Regions from separate parts of the Mus musculus genome. Here region 2 is linked to region 1. The links are chromatin contacts, called in public targeted proximity ligation maps. All regions are on one chromosome and are shown on one strand. The core of a region is the stretch at or near the end of the contact, and the rest is flanking DNA. Distances in the headings are between cores, read along the strand shown. Region 1 holds the start of Ltbp3 (latent transforming growth factor beta binding protein 3). Region 2 holds the start of Neat1 (nuclear paraspeckle assembly transcript 1 (non-protein coding)).

What was found.
Region 2: a contact with region 1 is called in a targeted proximity ligation map of extraembryonic endoderm stem cells. A contact is called at or near these places in 1 of 39 promoter capture datasets (cranial neural crest), 5 of 484 Hi-C or Micro-C datasets (B cells, the C2C12 cell line, embryonic stem cells and 2 more), 16 of 130 datasets of targeted methods (the HPC-7 cell line, the SCID.adh cell line, SST interneurons and 12 more) and 2 of 9 other capture datasets (adipose tissue and liver).

The regions. Positions count from the first base shown.
Region 1 is chr19:5,739,559-5,743,554 of GRCm38.p6, forward strand. It overlaps Ltbp3 (latent transforming growth factor beta binding protein 3), which reads left to right and starts at 1,342. Exons shown (of 28, transcript NM_008520.3): 1 at 1,342-1,427; 2 at 1,777-3,004. The coding sequence starts at 2,683.
Region 2 is chr19:5,843,159-5,847,668 of GRCm38.p6, forward strand. It overlaps Neat1 (nuclear paraspeckle assembly transcript 1 (non-protein coding)), which reads right to left and starts at 2,320. Exons shown (of 1, transcript NR_131212.1): 1 at 1-2,320.

The sequences.
Region 1 (3,996 bases), core at 92-2,591:
ACTGGGTCTCTGGGATAACTATCTCTCCTCCCTGGTGCACAAGAATGGCAGCTTGCCTGTTTCTGTGGGCCCTTCTCGTGAACTACTGAGTCACCTTTCCCACAGAGTAACATTCCCTGTGTGCTCAGGAATGAGCCTATGTTCCAGTCTGTCATGGGCTCAGGTGTCTCTGCTCAGAAGACTTGAAAGGGACCTCCATAGTGTCCCTCTCCTGTCTTTTTCTCTCACCTGCCAGGGGATGAAGCCAAACCCTGAGACCACATCACCTGCTTCTCTGTATCATTTACTTCACAATGGCGCGACTTTCCACAGTCCCAAATCAAACAGCCACATCCTTCCAAGAGGTGTGCGGTGGGCAGATCCTCATCGGCCCTGATACAGTGCCCGCTGATCCAAATTCCTCACAGTGACTTACATACCCACTCAGACCACAGCTGCACTGCCCTCTGCCCTTCCCACCGTGTTGCTCGCCTGGCTTTTCCTCTGACTTGGAAAGGACAGCGGTTTTTTTTTTTTTTTTGGTTTGGAAGTTTGTTTGTTTGTTTGTTTTCTCACTCTTGACTCTGCAAGACTCATTGCAGTCCTTTTCACCTTTCTCGGCTTCCCAGCATGCCCCAAGGCTCCCCTCATTACTTCCCTTCACTATGGAAAAGCGTGTTTGAAGGAAGCTGTCCCAGACCCCCACAGCCCACCACTCCTTTTGTTTCACAGTTGGGTGACTAGATCTCATTCCATGGGCAAGAATTCCAAGGCTTGGAGAGCACGAGATTCCAAGCCTGGACTGTTTGACAGCGCCTTGTTCCAAGGTGAGCCTCTGCCTACTCTGCACAGGGGAGGGTCAGGTTTACACCAGTTCAAAGGAAAAAATGAATGTAAGAGCGCTCAGCACCACTCCTGCCAGGTGGAAAGTATTCAGTGTTACTGTTGCAACAGTGTTACTAGAGCAGGGGGAGGGGTCCCCCCTCCCAAGTCCTCCTAGATTCTAGCAGCAAGGAATCCTCTTGGGACACAGAGGTCACCCCCTGCCAGCATTGCAGCAGTAGGCTGTACTGAGCAGCGCCTGAGCTACTGAGCAATTCAAGCAGAACTCATCAAATGGCCTCCCTCAGTCCCTCCGAAGCTACCCAAATAAACTCAGCCTTAAAGTAAAAAAAAAAAAAAAACCAAAAAACAAAAAAAACCACCATTAGCTCTTTGGAAAGGTGTGCCTAAAGCCGAGCCCAACCCCCTCTTCCCATCAGATTACCACCCCCTGATTCCCCTGGAGAGGGCCTGGCATGAACCAGACTTGGCATGGTTCTGACCCTGGTCACCCTTAGCCCTACTAAGTTCTTTTGAGTCAGACACTGGATCCTGGGGCTTCCTAGCACGTTCTCACAGTATTGTCCAGATCCGGGACACCACAGCCTCCCCTTTCAGACCAGTGAGTAAGTCTAGCTCTTCTACAGCCTTGAGCAAATTCAAGACCCTTCCCCACCCCCCTGTCAACCCCTGCCCCAGGGCCCTGCTGGGCTTCTCCCCAGCCCCCTGAGCACTCAAGTAGCACTCCCTTCTCCGGCTGTTAGCCTGGGAAGGGGGCCAGGCCCTGAGCTCAGACCTTGGCGATTCCAGAGTGTCTGAGGCCCAGAGCCAGCGCCGCCAGCCAGGCCAGACGAGGGGAAGGGGGGAGGTGGCAGGGTGGGCACCAGGAAGCCCTCTAAGGAGCGGGGGGGGGGGGGGGAACATTGGCAGGGAAGCCAGGTTTCTAGCTTTGTTCTTTCTGCTCTTCTTCTTGAGGCCACAGGGTTCTCCCCGGCCAGTAAACCCTGGCCAGAAGGTGCTCTCTCCTGCTTAAATCCTTTCCTTCGAGAGAAGACAGGACCAGGAATAAGGACCCATGACTTCAGGGCTTCGAGAACCCCTACATGTACAAAGGCCAATGGGCAAAAGTTAACAGACCTCTGATCCTCCAAGCAAGGACCATCTGCCTCGGTTTCCCCATTTTGACCAGGTGGAAAAGTAGTTGGGCGGGGGAGGTGTGCACAGGCCTCTGCACCCCGCCCGGAGGAATCTGGCGGAGTCCCCAGGTGAGGATTCTTCTGGAAAGAACCCAGGTCGGTTCCTGCGCGGGGCGGGCACCTAGGGGGCTGCCCCCACTCCAACCGGCGCCCTCCCTGCCGCACATCGTCGCTTCTCCGGGCAGCAGCGAAAGACGCTTGAACCAGAAGGAAAAAGAGAGAGGAGAAAAAAAAATTGTCTCCCTGGCCCCGGGCCAGCGTCCCAGCCCCCCTCGCCGCCGGCGCGCTCCAGCCAGGGAAAACAACTGCTCACTTCTCCCTGCGTCCTCCCCGCGCGCTCCCTGCTTCCCGGCGGCCGCGGGAGAGGAGCCCGGCCAGGGGGAGGCGCGGAGCGGGCTGGCCGCCCGGCCTTCCTCTCCCCTCGCTCCTCCTCTCCGCCTCCACTTGCTCCGGCCTCCTCGCTGCGGCCTCAGTTCGGGGCCTGGCTGGGTTTCTCCCGGCCAGGGAAGTTTCTTCGCTCTACCCTCAGTGCAGCTTCCATCGCTCTCCCTCGCAACGGGGATCCCGGCCGCTCCTGCTGTCCCCTCCCTACCCTTGGCTTCTCGCCCCGCTCTGCCCTCTGCTACCAACACTCGATCCCCTGCTCGGGCTCGACCTCCAATCTCCGAGGGTCGTGCGGCCCCGGATGCCCGGGCCCCGAGGGGCTGCCCACGGCCTGGCCCCTGCGATGCGCCAGGCCGGGGCATTGGGGCTGCTGGCACTACTCCTGCTGGCGCTGCTGGGCCCCGGCGGCGGGGCCGAGGGTGGGCCGGCCGGCGAGCGGGGCACAGGCGGGGGCGGGGCGCTGGCCCGCGAACGCTTCAAGGTGGTCTTTGCGCCAGTGATCTGCAAGCGGACCTGTCTGAAGGGCCAGTGTCGGGACAGCTGTCAGCAGGGCTCCAACATGACGCTCATCGGAGAGAACGGCCACAGCACCGACACGCTCACCGGTTCTGGCTTCCGCGTGGGTGAGGGCCAGGGGGCTCTGGCTGGGGACATAAGGAAGGGCAGGCAACAGCACCAGGCAGGAAACAGAGTGGAGCATTGGGGATAAGAGATGGGGAGCTGGGATACATCGATCGCGGATCTGGGGCCAGGGCTCTGAGAGGCTGCGGTCCATGGAAGACAGAGTGAGGTGCTGGGCTTTTAAGTATTGGATAAGGGTTGAGGCTTAAGCTCGGGTCTCGGATGACACAGAACTCCTGGGAGGTGCTCAGTTTGAAGAGGGAGCGTACAAGGGGTTGGAGAGATGAGAGCAAGGGTAGGAATTCACGCAGAAGGGGGTAAATATTTCACCCCCCAAACAGAAATCTTTCAACTGTCTCAAGTTTGGCCTGGTGGAAGGAGACACCTGTGTTCTCAGGAAGGCGGAGCTAGGATCAGGACTGGAATGAGGGACTTAGCTCTTGGCAAAATCTGAGGGGAAAAGGCTTTGAGGCCTAAGAAGTAGGGTACTAAATAATGGCACTGACCTGATGGGGGGAGAGAGAGGTGTCATTTGGGGTCCTCAAACAGCTAGTCTGTTACCTATATAACTCATCCGTTCCTATATAACTCATCCGTTCCTATATAACTCATCTGAAAGACCCTCAGAGCTGCCTCCACTCCAAGTCTGAGGGCCTCCTGGTCAACCTAGAGCCCACCTCTTCCTTTAGCCTCTCTCTAAAGAGAAGGCCTGGTGCTCAAGACTCCTCCCCTGGGGCCCTGTGGGCTAGGCTGGGGGGAGGTGTCCCAGTGGTAATTACCCTCCTGGACAGGGTAATTAGGCCGTGCCCAGGATGGTACCAGGAAAACAGCCCCTCTCACACATTCTTATGTTCACTCACAGCTTCGGACTCAAGGAGTCCCACTGTGTGCTTCCCAGTTCTCATGAGGACTCTGTGTGTGTGTGTGTGTGTGTGTGTGTGTGTGTGTGTATGTGTATGCACACATGTGTATACACACGCACAGGCTTTGGCAT
Region 2 (4,510 bases), core at 1,070-3,569, 100 kb after region 1:
TTTTCAATGTCACCCTTCCCCATTCAACAGTGAAGCAAAACAATTTTGCTCTTCCCCTTGTAGGATTTTGGTATTTTCCAAGCAACTGCATCTCAAAGTAGTGCCACCTGCAGGGATTTACCATCAGCCTTTAGATTTTCATGTGAACTATTTAGTTCCCAAACTGTTATTCCCATCAACCCACGGTTCCAGGCACAATCCTCACCCGCACCCCGACTCCTTCAACCCACCAATGCCAAGCTGAGCCCTGCTTTCTCCCACAAGTCCCATATCTGGTGCCAAAAGTATTATTCCCAAGCTTGATCCATAACTCAGGTTTCACCTTGGAAGGCCATTGTTTCAGGACACTGTCATCTGAGCAGGGCTGTGAACCCAGGCCAGCCTGGTATACACAGCCAGGCCCTAAGTCATAAAAGCTAATGAACAAAAGGGGCCAGAACCACTGTTGCCACTCAACCACCCAGTATCAAATCCACACCCTGGGAGAGACCATTCCCAGGGACCACTTCGGGCCCACGGATCCCTTTTAGTCCAGAAGACGTCCCAAAGCCCAAATTAGATACGGCATCTACCAAGTCGGCAGAATTTGTGGCTAACTTGCGCCTTCCCACTGTTAAACCACAAACCCTACCCATTTTACAACCAGCTCCATCTAAGGAAGATTCCTCCACACCAGTCATTTACAACCCAACAGCTTTCCCCAACACCCACAAGTTTTCAGTTAAGAATCCCTCTGACCAATGCAGAGGCAGGCAGGCTGCAGAAGCAGGGAAGGTGGGCGAGGTCACTGGGGTCCCGATCTACAGTGCAGCACGCTGCGCAGACGTTAAAGTGTCCTACACCTTACGCAATCTTCTCGAGGCCAAGTTCGCAGCACAGAACTACAAAGGCTGGATGGAGGCTTGTTTAGAAGATGCAGCAGTCGAACGCCTCTACCCCCATGAAAAAGGGTGCCTGCTGCCATTCATGCATCCGCAAAGAATGATGCTCCCAGAACAAGACATTCATCTGGAACATTCACAGCCGACGGCCCCTCCGGCTGGAAGCACCTGCCCACCCCCTACAAGCTGACTTCAACGATGGCCTCCTGAGCACAGGGCTTCCTGAGAAAGGCCTGGACCCAGGGCAGGGACGCGCTTCCTAAGCCTCTGGAATTCACTGTGTAGGCGTCAACCGAGGCCGCTGTCTCCTCCAGGGTGAGCCCTCCTGCACTGCTACGACTCACACTGGCAGGGGCTCCATATCTCCTGGTGCCATCTGCTTGCCATGGTGAACACTATAGTGATAAACCACGTCCATGAAGCATTTGGGTGACCGGAAACATGGCTGTGAGCCCACCCCAGGGTCCACACTCACGTCCCGCCCTCTGTGAATCAACACCATCCCTCCCCGCCCAGTCAGGGTGTCCTCCACCTTTACCAAAATGCCGTGCCCAAGACTCCAGCACCGACTCTACATCCTCCACAGGCTTACCGGACGACCCAGGGGCAAGGTTTTAAGTGACCCCTTAACCTCAGAGTGAGGGGCAAGAGTAGGGAAGAGTGAGACCACAGAAGAGGAAGCACGGAACCTAGGCAAAGTCCAGAGAGGGCACTGCTATCTGAAAAATAAAGTTGTGATTAATGTGGCCCCAAGACTTGCGCCTTCAATCTCCATGGTCCCCGCCTGGCAGACCTGACAGTAAAAACAACTTGTCTCTGCAGCCTCCTCCGGCCTCCCCTCGCACCCCGAAGTGGGTGCAGACAGGCCACACCCAAATTACATACCACCCTGGGCCAGAGCTGTCCGCCCAGCGAAGCTAAGTCCACCTTCCATAAGACCAGGCCTCATCCCCAGGTGGGTTCACAACCCCTTATCTGGAAAAAAAGGGGTCTGCTGGTTTTGTCAAGATCAAAGGCGACCTCCACTACGCACCTAGTCCTGCCCCACTGCCTGTCCTCTATGATTTCCGGGGCCTTCAAGGGCCCCCAGTCCACCCGTCTCCATCAACTGCTGCTCTGCCACTCAAGTTAGGACACTGCCCCCATGTAGGCCTGTGAAACTTGTGCCCTCCTGGACGTCAAGTGCCAGCAGACAGCAGGGATAGCCTGGTCTTGAAAGCTGCTGGTTCTTTGTGGATTGTTAAAGGCGCTTTGGAAGCTGCCTTCCACACGTCCACTGTCCCAAAATCTAGTCTCCTTTATACTTAGCCCCGCTTCTCCTCGCACCCCCATCCTAGTGGCTGCCTCTAATTCTGCCACCTCTCTCATCTGAGCCCTGAACTGGCCACTGCCTCCCCACCACTAGCCCCAAGAGCGAGCCCTCCTTGTCACTAACTCCTACAGGTGGAGGTTACAACTTTTGCTTTTATACTCTTGTGTCGCGTCACCCAAACACTGCTAAACGGAACGATTCCTCCACGGGCACTTAAAAAAAAGTTCCTCCCCGACCTAGCCACAGAGCCAAAGGAGCCCACGAGGGGCGGGTCATGGCCTCCGTCAACCGCCACTCCCTCAGATTGCTCAATGATCCTTTTCTGCTCCTAGCGGTGCGTCACAGGATGAAGGGCATATCCAAAGATGATATTTGGGCGGTGAACACCACCGGGGATAAGTAAGTCCCCTTTGCTGCTGAAGGGTAGGGTCAGCTGTTGGGGAAGAGGGTCACACCGAATGTCAGCGCTGAAGGAAAAGTACACGGGTCGCCTCAGGTCACCACGCCCCGACGAGGTCCGAAAGTAGGGCCGGCAGAAAGCCTGGAAAATTCCACTCGGTGGCGGAGGGATCTCTGCGGTGGCGCGTCAGGCGGTAGGGGTGGGGGGGTTGGGGCGGGACCGGGCGCGTGACTTCTCGGGCGTTGCCGCCGCCTGCTCGCAGGGTGACGTCAGTGCGGGCAGCAGCAGGGTGGGGGTGGGGAAGAACTATCCCAGCAGCTTGGGTGGAATGCTTAATTGCGTCTAAGGTTAATTAAATTGCGGGAAAGGTGGTTGCAAGCTATGATAAAGCAAGACTTTTGTATGGTACACATGCATATAGAATGAATGTGTGTATGTAATGTTTATGGTTGAAGAGCGCCCAGTACAGTTAAGTGATTTTAGAAAACATTTTTGCTTTTGGGTGTGGTATAGTGAGAAAAAATATTTTTAAGCTGCATTTCTCTGCGACAGTGTATGGTGGAGTTCAAGGCGTGGGTTTAATGACCACTGGGGGAGCCAGGCTGGCTGTCTACTTGGGGTGGGGTCCAGCACAGGTCCAAAAGCAAACGTTGTCCACAAACAAGGGCTTAGTGAGGGTTTTGAAAAGGGGAATTGTCACCGCCCATGTCAGTGAGGAGCTCGGACAGTCTGACAACCCCCCACCCCCACCCCACCCCGCCATGAAGCATCTACTCAGCTCTTCTGCCACCTGCCTCCACATCCCCCCCCCCCCATACTCCCCAAAATAAAAAAGCTGGTTCAAGCACGCAGAATGAAAAAGGCAGCTGGCAGAATTAACTGCCCGGAAGTCTCCTCCCAGGCTCGACACCCACTCTACAAACAAAACCACCCAGTGACAACAGGCTCCCTTAGCAACCCGGAGGAGGGAAGGAGGGGGTTGTTTTCCGGCCTCTAGCATATGGAATCTGCAAGCAAGGCCCGGCCTAGACTGCACCCTCCCGTTCCCGGAAAACTGGTGACTCTCTCTCTCATGTGACCAGCACAGAGGGTGATTATGTGGCAAGTGCTGGCTTGCTCACCGGTTCTTATGCCACGTAGATTCCTGCGCCTCACCCTTCTCCAAGGGCTAACCTAATCAGCCTTTTATTTATCTTTCTTTCTTTTTAATTCCAGAAAGGGTCTCATTTTGTCTCATACTGGCCTGTACTTCTTGGCTCATCCTCCTGCCTCAACCTTTTTAGTGCTGGGATTACATTACCACTATGTCCGCCTGGCATCAGTTCCAAGTGTCGGTGGTGGGTGGCGGTGACTGCCTGCAAGAACAGGGAGTTGCTTGTTAAAATGTTCTAGAATGCCAGGAGGCGGCTATGAAAGCAGGAGGGAGGGAGGGGCTCCCTGTGGCGGGCCTAGCCTGTGGAGTCAGTCTTTTCTGACTTTGAGGTGCTTAGGCAATTGTTCAACCACCTTCAATTTCCCTTCATATTATTCTTCAGTCCCAGGAACAGCTTTTGAGACTTTTTTTTTTTTGAATTAGTAGGAACAGGGTTAATTGGTAACACACCAAGCCTAGGGCTGTGTAAAGCTAGGTCGCCTGGTCACGCACAGATGAAGCATTTGTGTGCTCACAAGTCTGCAGCAGCCCAGGGACTGTCTCCAGTTCTCAAGGGCAAGATGGCAGTGTCAGAGGCTCCTGGCCTTCAAGGACAGTTTTCTTTGGAAACAATGTATTTGAGGGGAGAGGTGAGGAGGCCTTAGGGCCGAGGCTGTGCCCACCCTTCGCTGGTGGACATACCCAGAGTTTCTTCCTTCACACAGAGGACCTCCATCCCACTGAAGGACTAGGGCAGAGCAGCAACTCCCCCAATCAAAAAAGCT